Linked DNA regions of Danio rerio: all the other regions are linked to region 1. The links are chromatin contacts, called in public Hi-C and HiCAR-type maps. All regions are on one chromosome and are shown on one strand. Each heading gives the region's core, a stretch centred on a gene start, on an enhancer-like site or on the middle of the called end of the contact. The rest is flanking DNA. Distances are from core to core; before and after follow the strand shown.

Evidence for each region. Hi-C and Micro-C count contacts between places; a contact is called where the count stands out from the background. HiCAR-type assays count read pairs that join an accessible place to other places.
Region 2: a Hi-C map of embryo shows a contact between it and region 1, with 3 times the contacts expected there. The contact joins two enhancer-like sites. A contact is called at or near these places in 4 of 18 Hi-C or Micro-C datasets (caudal fin, embryo, hematopoietic stem cells and 1 more) and 1 of 4 datasets of contacts at active chromatin or transcription factors (caudal fin).
Region 3: a contact with region 1 is called in a HiCAR-type map of caudal fin, with 4 times the contacts expected there. The contact joins two enhancer-like sites. A contact is called at or near these places in 9 of 18 Hi-C or Micro-C datasets (caudal fin, embryo, fibroblasts and 2 more) and 1 of 4 datasets of contacts at active chromatin or transcription factors (caudal fin).

Annotation. Positions count from the first base shown.
Region 1 is chr5:16,851,759-16,855,331 of GRCz12tu, forward strand. The region is part of intron 2 of znrf3 (zinc and ring finger 3); the gene reads left to right. Among named protein-coding and RNA genes, the nearest start is that of coq5, 24 kb to the right of the region's middle. Within about 2 kb of position 1,968, at least 14 of the 62 cell types and tissues checked have an H3K27ac peak or open chromatin away from gene starts, as enhancers often do. A contact at or near this core is called in caudal fin, where this site is marked.
Region 2 is chr5:16,646,325-16,649,897 of GRCz12tu, forward strand. The region is part of intron 2 of LOC141385780 (a long non-coding RNA gene); the gene reads left to right. Among named protein-coding and RNA genes, the nearest start is that of xbp1, 38 kb to the right of the region's middle. Within about 2 kb of position 1,652, at least 7 of the 62 cell types and tissues checked have an H3K27ac peak or open chromatin away from gene starts, as enhancers often do.
Region 3 is chr5:16,705,646-16,709,218 of GRCz12tu, forward strand. No RefSeq gene overlaps it. Among named protein-coding and RNA genes, the nearest start is that of xbp1, 21 kb to the left of the region's middle. Within about 2 kb of position 1,681, at least 9 of the 62 cell types and tissues checked have an H3K27ac peak or open chromatin away from gene starts, as enhancers often do. A contact at or near this core is called in caudal fin, where this site is marked.

The sequences.
Region 1 (3,573 bases), core at 718-3,217:
CACCGCAGCAGCAGCAGCAGCATACAAGAAAAAAACACAATCACACCGTTAATGCGCCAACTTCCAGACCAGCTCCAATTAGACATCACAAGACCTCTATAGTAACTTTGGTAGTTGTTATTAGTAATTAATATTAGTTTTTTATTTAAAAATATTATTATATTATCAATTTATATTTTCAATTTAGAGATTTTGTGGCGTTATAAGTGGTTTTTTTAAAATTTGTCTTAAGTTTTGTGTTTATAATATTGGATACAGAAATTCAGTTTTTATTATTTTCATGTGTCTATGTATGTTTTATTGCTGTTATAATAAATTATATTTACTTTAAATATAATAAATATAAATACTTTAAATAAATAAATAAATACTTGTTTATTTTTTAACCACTGTAGCTAATTAATTTTTGTCAGTTTTTTATATTAATGTCTGTCTTATTTTAATTTGTCTATATGAGTTTTATTTCTGTTTTTAGATTTAAACTAAATGAAAATGAGGTTTCAGAGACATGTAAATGTTTTTGTCATTATGTACGTTTTATTTATTATTTTAACACTAGTCATTTTTTTGTTATGTTTTCTTTTTTTACGTCTTATTTACTTAAATTTGTCTATATAGGTTTTTTTAACTAGGCGTCTAAAACGTTTTTTTTTTCTGTTTACTTTAACTATAATAATAATAGTTTATAGTTATAAATAACATTATATATATATATATATATATATATATATATATATATATATATATATATATATATATATATATTTATTTATTTATTTTTTATCATAGTTTAGTTTTTATTTTAGCTATTAGAGTTCTTCGTTTTTACGAATAAATATTCGGCGGATAATCATAGGATTTTGTCATTTTTATCTTGTATATCCTAATCGTTGCCTGAATCAACGATGTCTGTTTTATTTTAATTTTAAGTTTCTTGGAAAAAAAAAAAAAAAAAAAAAAAAATATATATATATATATATATATATATATATATATATATATATATATATATATATATATATATATATATATATATATATATATATAAAGTTTGTTTTGACCCTGCTTTTTTGTTTTAAGCTATATGGAAAATACCGTTTATTTACTCTGTAATTTTGTTTGTTTTATAGTTTATTTTATTTAAGCCATTAGAGGTGTTATTTTTTATTTATTTGTTTTTATGTATGAATGATTAACGCTCGTCAGACGATCGTAAGTCCTTGTAATTTTCACCTTATCTTAATCTCAGACTTCTGTTTTATTTTTATTTGCCTATATAAGTTTTTTTGCTGATTTTGTTCTTAAACTAAATGGAAAATAATGTTTTTTATTTGTATGTTTTCTATTTATTTTGTAATTTTGTTTGTATTATAGTTTTGTTTTTATTTTAGTTTTTGGAATTGTTCTTTTGTTTAATATTAATGATTAGTGCTCATCAGATGATCATAAGATCTTGTGATTTTCATCTCGTGTATGTTCTTTAACTCAGGCTTGTTTTATTTTACTTTGTCCATATAGATATAGACTAAATGGAAAATAACATTTTTGTTCATACATTTTCTATTTACTTTGTAGTTTTGTTTGTATTATAGTTTTGTGTGTTAGTTATTTGAGTTGTTCTTTTTATATATTAATGATTAGCGCTTGTCAGATGATCATAAGCTCTTGTAATTTTCACCTCGTATATCATCTTAATCTCAGCCTAAATCAACTTTCTCTCTTTCAGCAGAGTCTTATAGCTTGAGATAAATCACTTTGACGTAATTGAACAGTGTAATGGCGACTGCGGGTACATGTATTGTTTGTTGAACAGTCACTGGCAGTGTTTCTACCACACAGACTCAGACACACACTAGTACCCACAGTGCCTTGCGTTTGGAGTTTTGCCATGGCTCTGCTGCTCTGATAACAGAGTTATAGTGTGGCTTTGATCTCTTTATTTTGCGTTTTGTTTCGGCTGTTCTTTTCTCTTGTGCTTGAGTGGATCTGGAACAAACCCAGCCATCGGTGTGTCAACAAAATGTGAAGTCGATCATCTATTAATGTCGTAAAACAATGAACATCAGGATGGCAATAAAATGGTGGACATATGAAGCAAGTGCTGGCACAAAGCTTTGAACAGTGGTTGTGTACTGAAGGCTACTTTAACCATTTTAAGGTATAGGTTTAGTTTGTCCTCATACTGACTCAGTGTGAGACGTACAGAAGTGTAAGAGTGACCTCTGTTGGTTGGGGAACATGTTGAATGTGTGATTTATTTTAATTTGATTTTTCCAGTCATTATTTATATTTGCTTTTGCTTTGTAGAACGTGTTGAATGTGTTTTATTTAGTTTAAATCGTATTACAATTGTATTTATTCTTTTTGTTTTTAATGTATTTTATTTGATTTAAATGTATTTTATTTATTTTATTTAAATGTTTATATTTATTTTAAAATGTGTATTTTCAAATTAATTATCAAATATTTACTGTTTTATAGAACATGTCGAATATGTTTTTATTTTAATTAATTAATTTATTTTATTTAAATGTTTTTACATTATTTATTTTAATTGTGTTTTTTTATTTTATAATGCATATATGCATATTTTCAAATACATTTTCAAATAATTATTTACTTTTTGTTTTGTAGAACATGTTGAATGTTTTTTATTTATTTATTAAACTTAAATGTATTTTACATTATTTATTTTATATTAATTTATATTGTTATTTTTAATGCTTATTTTAAAATTATTTATCCAATACTTAAGTTCTTTGATTTAAATTAAAACATTCAACATGTTCTATAAAACATATTACATTTTATATTATTCACATTATATATTATTACAGTAATATTTATTTAAAAATGCATGTTTTCAAATTAAATATCGAATCATTATTTACTTTTTCTGTTTTGTAGAACATATTAAATGTTTTATTTTATTTTAAATGTATTATAAATATTTTTTACATTATTTCTTTTTAATGTATATTGTTTTTATTTTATAAGTTCTAAGTCACTGTCAGTCCAGTTTTCAGAGTTTAAGTTCAGTTTAGTGTCTAGAAAGACTGACATAGTTTATATATAAATACATATTTTAAAATGCCATTCCTCCCTTGATTATGGATTTGTATTTTTATCATTATAATTTATTTTAGAAATATGAATGCATCTTTTTCCTTTCATGCTTTGATTTTGTTTTTCATTTTACAGCATTTTACTGTACAGCGTCCTTGTTACACATTACATGTACTTACTATAGTAAGAACAGCAAATTATGCATAATAACCTGCAATAACCCTAACCTTGTAGTAAGAACATGATGTAATTAAGATTACTTAGTACTTAAAAGTACAGTTACAGTGTAACAAGATGCCATAAAATGTCACCTCTTTTTTTCGATGAATGCAGTAATTACTAGTGTTGCAAATGTTAACAAATTCAAGGCTTGTTTGGTTAAAAATACTAAGAAATTATTTTTATTCAAAGAACTACAATTTCAATATCACAAACTGGATTTTGTAAAAGGCTCAAATCACAATTAAAAGCAAGAAACAAAAAGCTAGTTTAGCTAGTATTAAGTAC
Region 2 (3,573 bases), core at 402-2,901, 210 kb before region 1:
ATAGGACCCAAATCCCTGTAGTTTTGAGGCCCACCGCAACGTGACGTAGGAGTGGTTTTCCCCACCCACCGAATTGATTGACATGCACCATGTTTCATGTATACACACGTCCACAGAACTCTCTGTGATTTTTATAAGTTTTATAAGTTTAAAACATTTTTAAAATAGAGCATGTCTGTATTAAAGAGTAAAATCCGTATGTAATTCTTGGTGTCAGTAGACACTAATGTGTGTATAGGTGCGTCCCAAATCCCATACTTATGCTCTACTCTATGCCATTTTGTAGCATAAATATTTGAGTGCGTTCACACTGAAAACTCTAAAAAGAATAAGTGCACATTAATTACCCAGATGATGCACTAATTCAACTAAAATGAATTGTGAGATGTTGGACACTTCACGTTTCCCAGAGATGGGTTGCAGCTGGAAGGGCATCTGCTGTGTAAAACATATGCTGGATAAGTTGGCGGTTCATTCTGCTGTGGCGACCCCAGATTAATAAAAGAAAATGAATGAATAAATGGACACTTCACTCACTCAACAGCCACTGCACTGCTCACGTAGAGGAAAGGGCAGAGCTATTGGGCGCATGTTAGATTACTTTATTTATTTTGGATTGTGAGAGCAAAATTCTCCTACGTGAGGGATTATATCGCCTCCCAATGGTGTATGCGGTTATTCTCACGGCAGGTATTTTTTGGTAGTTTAGTAATTTATTTCACACACACACAAAAAAATAAAAAATAAATAAAAAAACGGAAGCGGTTTGAATTTCTGCTTAGTAAAATAACCTTAGTGTTCCTTTTGGGATGACACTACTTACATGGACTATGCTAACAGTGTATAAGTACATAGTGCATAAGTGCATCATAGTGTGCCATTTAGGGTCCAGCTTATGTGTGTACTGCAAACGTGTGACACTCATCATTTCAGAAAGGTTTGAATAAACTCCACCACAAATACATCAAATAAACTTACTTGGTATTTTTGAATAATGAGCTGTGTTTCTGTCTCTATCACTGACTGCTGTTTATCTGACGTAACGCATGACGAGAATCACACGCACATGGAAATGGTGGGCGGGGAGAAGCAGCTCATTTGCATTTAAAGCCACAGGCTACAAAAACAGCTACAATGTACTCAGACACCAAAATGGGCAGTTTCTGGAGGCTATAATAATTTATCTGCTGGAAATTTTGAGCTGAAACTTTGCAAACACATTCTGGAGACTCTTAAGGCTTATCTTACATCTTGTAAAAGTGGTAAAGTAGGTGCCATTTAAGCTGTTTATGAAATGCACATCTTTGATACAAATTTTTATTTTAAAAAAATTACCAAAAAAAAAAAAAAAATATGTCGTCACATTAGCTTTATGTTTCAAATAAATGCTTTTCTGAAAATGCAGAATATTAGACAGCACAACTAAGTTCAACATTGATGATAATAATAAGAAATTTTCCAGAATCTGTTTAACGTTAAATTATTTCCGAACGATCGTGTGACACCAACGACTTCGTAATGATGCTAAAATCATTTTTTTGTTATGCTGTTTCCAGTAATTATCCATTATTGTTTATTTTTAACATTAATGTATCTGCGCTTCAGACCCTATCTGCTCCTGTGTTTCTGGACTCATCCTGGGCCTAATGCACCCTACAGGTGTCCTGCATTATAGCCTGAAGATAATTAGCTAAAATTCTCCCAGACCCCACGGAGTAGATCAAAGAGAGGTATTGATTCCCGATGCAAGCTCGGGAGCTCGGCGATACTGCCTTTGTTTTCGCACAGTCATTACTGTTTACTTCATTCCATGTAAAAGGAATCAAAAGGCCTAATAAAGCCTCTTTCGGTCGTGCCAATTAATCGAGCGAGACTTAATCCAAAAGATTTGAGGGTAAAATCCTAGAGCTGGACTGTGAAGATATGCCTCTTTACTGGAGTTTTATTGTCAGCGGTTTAATTGGTTTTTGGATATAGAAAAAACCCTGCTGTATGAAAATGTATTTGCGAATAATCGTTGATGGGAAGAATCGGCGCGAACGCTCATTATTTATTATGTAAGCATACACAGACATGATTAATCTCCCAATTTAATAAGTCTATATATTATTAATAGATAATAAATCCGGATGACTGAAAATGACATCGTTATAGTTTGTATTTATGAGGCATGAAAGCAGCCAATTTATTCAAGAGTTATGTCTCTCTCCCAACAGCATCCCTGGTTTACTTGATGTAATGAAAACTTCATTTTTACTCAAGATTTATGTGTTTTGTCTCGGTTAATGAAGTGTTGTATTTGAGGTGGATGATATATTTATGGTGATAAATGTGTCTGAGTGGTTATTAGATGAATATGAGATCGAATGGTAATTTCTGTCATCTTGTGTTTACATACTAACGACGCGGGCGAAAGTTTAGTGTGTGGATTGTCCAGCAGGGGGCGCGCTAGGATCATTTACAAATTTTGGAAGGAAATCGCCTGTTTATGTATTTAAAACTCTTATGACTGCTGGAATATTGTTATGACTCTCATATTTGTGTTATAAATTGGGATTTATATGTGTTTCAGATCTACAGAGGGTTCTTGAAGAAGCTTAGCTCGGGTTTTGTTAAACCCCTCAGCTCTGCACCAGACAGGTGAATAGCATTAGCACAGGGAAAGTGGGTAAAACTTTATTTCACTGTGTATCTGTTAATAACCAGTATTGGGCGTAAAAACAATATATTACGATCCAAAGACACTTTCTTAAAGTAGCCCAACTAAATGTGTTAGGCTACATATAGCCTACTTTTTAAGCAATGTGATAGCATTTGAAACACATTTTTTAGGATAGACTTAAACATGTAGCCTACCCTTTTTTTACACAAAACTGATAAGAACTAATATTAGTAATCAGTGTTGGGGGTAACACATTACAATATTTCTTTCCAAAGTAACGCATTACTTTAAAAAAATCAAGTAACAATATTTGAGTTACTTTTTTAAAAATCTTACTCAAGTTACTTTTCAGATTAATTAATACACTTTTAAAATGTTATTTGCTAAATTAAAAATAGCGTAATCACGCTGAATCACACGCAGGGAAAGAATGAGCTTCCCGTGGGAAAAAACAGAAACCCAAGATGGCAGAGCCTTGCATTTCTGGAAGTATTCTCATTATTTTGAACACATGGAAGAAAAGAGGATTGTCTTAATGGACTTATTGGACTTGTTATTTTACTGAAATAATTAGACAAAAATACACAAACTTGTAAAACACACTGCTTTCAACTTTTTAATTAATCCATATACAGCATAGCGTCAGGAAGTTCTCAAAAGGCAACATTGTTCTAATATTTTCATAAATAAGTGTTTTTTTTAAGGTAAATGAAGGTGTAGGTTATACAGTGTGTTGTTAAGTCCAGAGCTCCTTTATTTAAAAAAAAAAAAAAAAAAACCCCTGCAATTTCTGAAAGAGATCAAGCCTCAGGTAGGTATAAAAAAAGTAACTCAAAAGTAATGTAAAGCATTTCTTTACATAAAAAGTAACTAAGTAACGCAGTTACTTTTTTAGGAAAATAACTCAATAT
Region 3 (3,573 bases), core at 431-2,930, 150 kb before region 1:
GCCTCACAGCAAGAAGGTCACTTGTTCGAGCCTCGAGGTGCTCCGGTTTCTCCCACAAGTCGGAAGACTGTAGGTAGGCTATAGGTGAATTGGGTAGACTAAATTGTCTGTAATGTATGTGTGTAAATAGGTGTGTATGGATGTTTCCCAGTGATGGGTTGCAGCTGGAAGGGCATCTGCTGCGTAATCCATATGCTGAATGAGTTGGCGGTCCATTCTGCTGTGGTGACCCCAAAATAATAAAGGGACTAAGCCAAAAAGAAAATGAATGCATGAATAATATAATTTAGCAGTTTATTTATTTAAATTTGTTAAAATTCCAAAGGAATTAAACTGTATAAAGCCATGCTTTATTCATCTTTATTTCTATGCTTTACAGTTAGAGTACTTTTGAAATATAAAATTTTTTTTTGATAGTACTACTTAATACATTATACTAATAAATAAGTTTTAATATCCTATGAATTTCTTTCGAAGGCAAAATTAACAAAAAAATCTGTCGTCATTTATTCACTGATTTCAAACCTGTTTAAGCCTTTTTTTATATCAGTGGCTGCTTTTTTACAGCATTCTTCAGAATATATTGTTTTGTATTCAACAGAAGAAATACATTTATATAAACATTTGAACGTGATTAAATGTTGAGAACATTTTCATTTTTGGTAGCACTCTTGCATCCGGATTTGCAGATAAGTCTGCACACCCTCATTACCTACATTGGTCTACTAATACTAGTCCACTTGAATGAGTAAAACGAGTGAGTGAATTCAAGCACTTTGCAATGCACCGGAAGGGATGCTGTTTTGTTTGTGTTTTGTTGTTATCCCTAAGCCAGATTAGATTTTAAACTTTTTGGTCAGACCCTGTGATATTTATTATAGCCTGACCAGCTAAGACCAGGCTGGAAATGGCTGGCAGCCAGCCTGGGAATGGCCAAAACCCCTCTAAAACCAGCCTGGTCGACCAGCTAAAACCACCCAACCATCCTAGGCTGGTTTGAACTGGATTTTTTAGCATTTTAAAATACATTTTTTGTACACGAAAGCCAAAATTGTTATGTAAAAATAATGATTATATAATAATAATATTATAATAATAATATAATTCAGCTGCACGGGGGCACAGTGGGTAGCACATTCGCCTCATCTTGTATGATTCATCTTGTATGATTCTGCTTTTTGGCCGCCATCTTGTGGTCAAATGCGATAATTCATTACGCGCGAAACCTCTCACAGAGCATTTTGGGGGTTTTCTACCTAGCTTTAGTGTACATGGACTGTTCAGTCGTTATTGGAGTGGATTGATTGAGTGAACTTCAGAACGTCAGACTCTAGAATTAACTGGTCCTTCAAATATTACACTATTTGAGGGTATAGGGGGTGATTTTGAATATCTCATGGAGAAAAGAAAATACAAAAGCTATTGAAATGTACATTTGTTTCATTATCACAAACCTTTACACATACTGTACATTATTTTTTAAGCATACAGTTTGTACTACAAAGATCTAAAAATATAATCAACAAATAAGTTTTTTAACTGGAGTGACTTCAAAGAGTTGAGCGTGTGTTTTATTGTGTGGGCTGTGTCTCTAGAGATGCTGGTCAGGGTTGTTAAAACAATGAGCTTCAAAATAAAGTATGCTCAATTCATGGATGAACTTGCCAAGACATCATGTGGTAATGAGCCGAGTTTCCACCCGCTCGCTTCTCAAGTTAAAGGAACAGCGGAGATGAGGGTTAGAGAGGTGAGAGAGGTGGAAGAAGAAATGAAAAGAGGCAGGAACCATAATCATGTCAGCGTCTGTTATGAAGTCATTTCCTGACACGCTGCTAATGTGCTTTAATCTGTGTTGTCTTTAAAAACACTGAATGTGCTCTCTCTTTCTCTCTTTCACATTCAAGCTTGCTTTATTGGCATGACAAATGGCAGCCTGTGTATCGCTTACTTAATTGTGATGTTTACTTAAAATATCATTGGAAAACAAATGACAGTAGTAATAAAGTCATAATAATTAACGGTACATTTAACAATCAACATTTGAGGATAAAACATTCATTCATTTATTCATTTTTCTTATACTTAGTCCCTTATTTATGAGGGTTAGCCACAAAGGAATGAAGCACCAACTATTCCGGCATATGTTTTACACATCGGATACCTTTCTAGCTGCAACCCAGTACTGTTAAACATCATACACTCTCACATTCACACACACTCTCATACACTACGGCAAATTTTATTTACCCAATTCTCTTATTCTGCATGTCTTACAAAATATAAAAACATTATTTTTAGCAATCATTAAAAATTTAATGATTCATTTATAACCATTTAGAATTGTGTGTGTGTCACCTGGGCTGGCGCGTCCATAGAGGCGACCTAGGCGGCCGCCTAGGGCGGCGGTATTGACCTTATTCTAAAATGCGGAAGTGCGCCTGTTTTCGCAATTGTCTTAGAACTTCCGATTCAGTCGCCTATGGGAGAAATGACTAGGATTAGTAAACGGCAGAAAATGGTCAAACTGCTTGCTCTACAAACAAATGTTTGCATGACTATACAGACCAACTAGAATAATGTAATAAGAAAATATCAAATTGCAACATCAAGCAGCGTAACGAGCAGTTTTTAACGTCAAAAAATGAATGGAAGAGAATGAGACCGGAAGTCTCGAGCCAAAAAGATTCAAATGGCAGCGCCCGCTCGACAGCTGAGAATAAGGTGAATAGAGAGGGCGGCATCCGCGACACCTCCCTTACCACCCGCGTCCTCAGTTATGTCCGCGACACCACCCTCACCACCCGCGTCCTCAGATATATTCGCACATAGACGACACCTCCTTCAGCACCTGCGTGCCCTCAGTTATATCTGCGCATAGGGCGGCAGAATAGAGGTCCACGACACCCGCGCGTCCTCGGTTATATCCGCAAATAGGGTGGCAGAATAGAGAGGCATCCGCGACACCTCCCTCCCTCAGCAGCCGCACGTCCTCAGTTATATCCGTGCATAGGGCGGCAGAATAGAGGTCCGCGACACCTCACTTCATTTTCATAACCAGTCACTTTCGTTTTCACATTGGGGTTGAGGGCGGCGTGACCATCCTCTGCCTAGAGCGGCAGTTCAGCTTGCTCCGGCCCTGTGTGTCACTAATACTTTTATTGGTCTCCTCTCTCTTTTTGTGTGAGACATCCATTTTGTGCCAGCTAGCAAAGAGTGCAATGCATGAAAACTTCACTCCTGTGCCCTCTGAAATTGCTCTTGCAACAGACGAGGTCGTGGTCTTTAGCCTCCATGTGACAGCAACCAGCTCCCATATAAAGAATCGTCGGTTCAGTCCCAGCTCAGAATGGAATGGGTGCAGTGGGACCGGTGGGTTACATTTGAAGGGCTCATCTGGGATGGGAGTGAGGCTTAGGGCAGTGAGTGTAACAGAAGCCCGCTAGCGACGTGCTATGCAGATAAACCTTACTCCTCTGACCACAAAAGGTGCTCTAGCGACAGTCACTAGAGGTCATGGCCTTTAGCCTTCTTGTTAGAGCAAGCGACTCCCATACAAATAATCGCCGGTTCAAT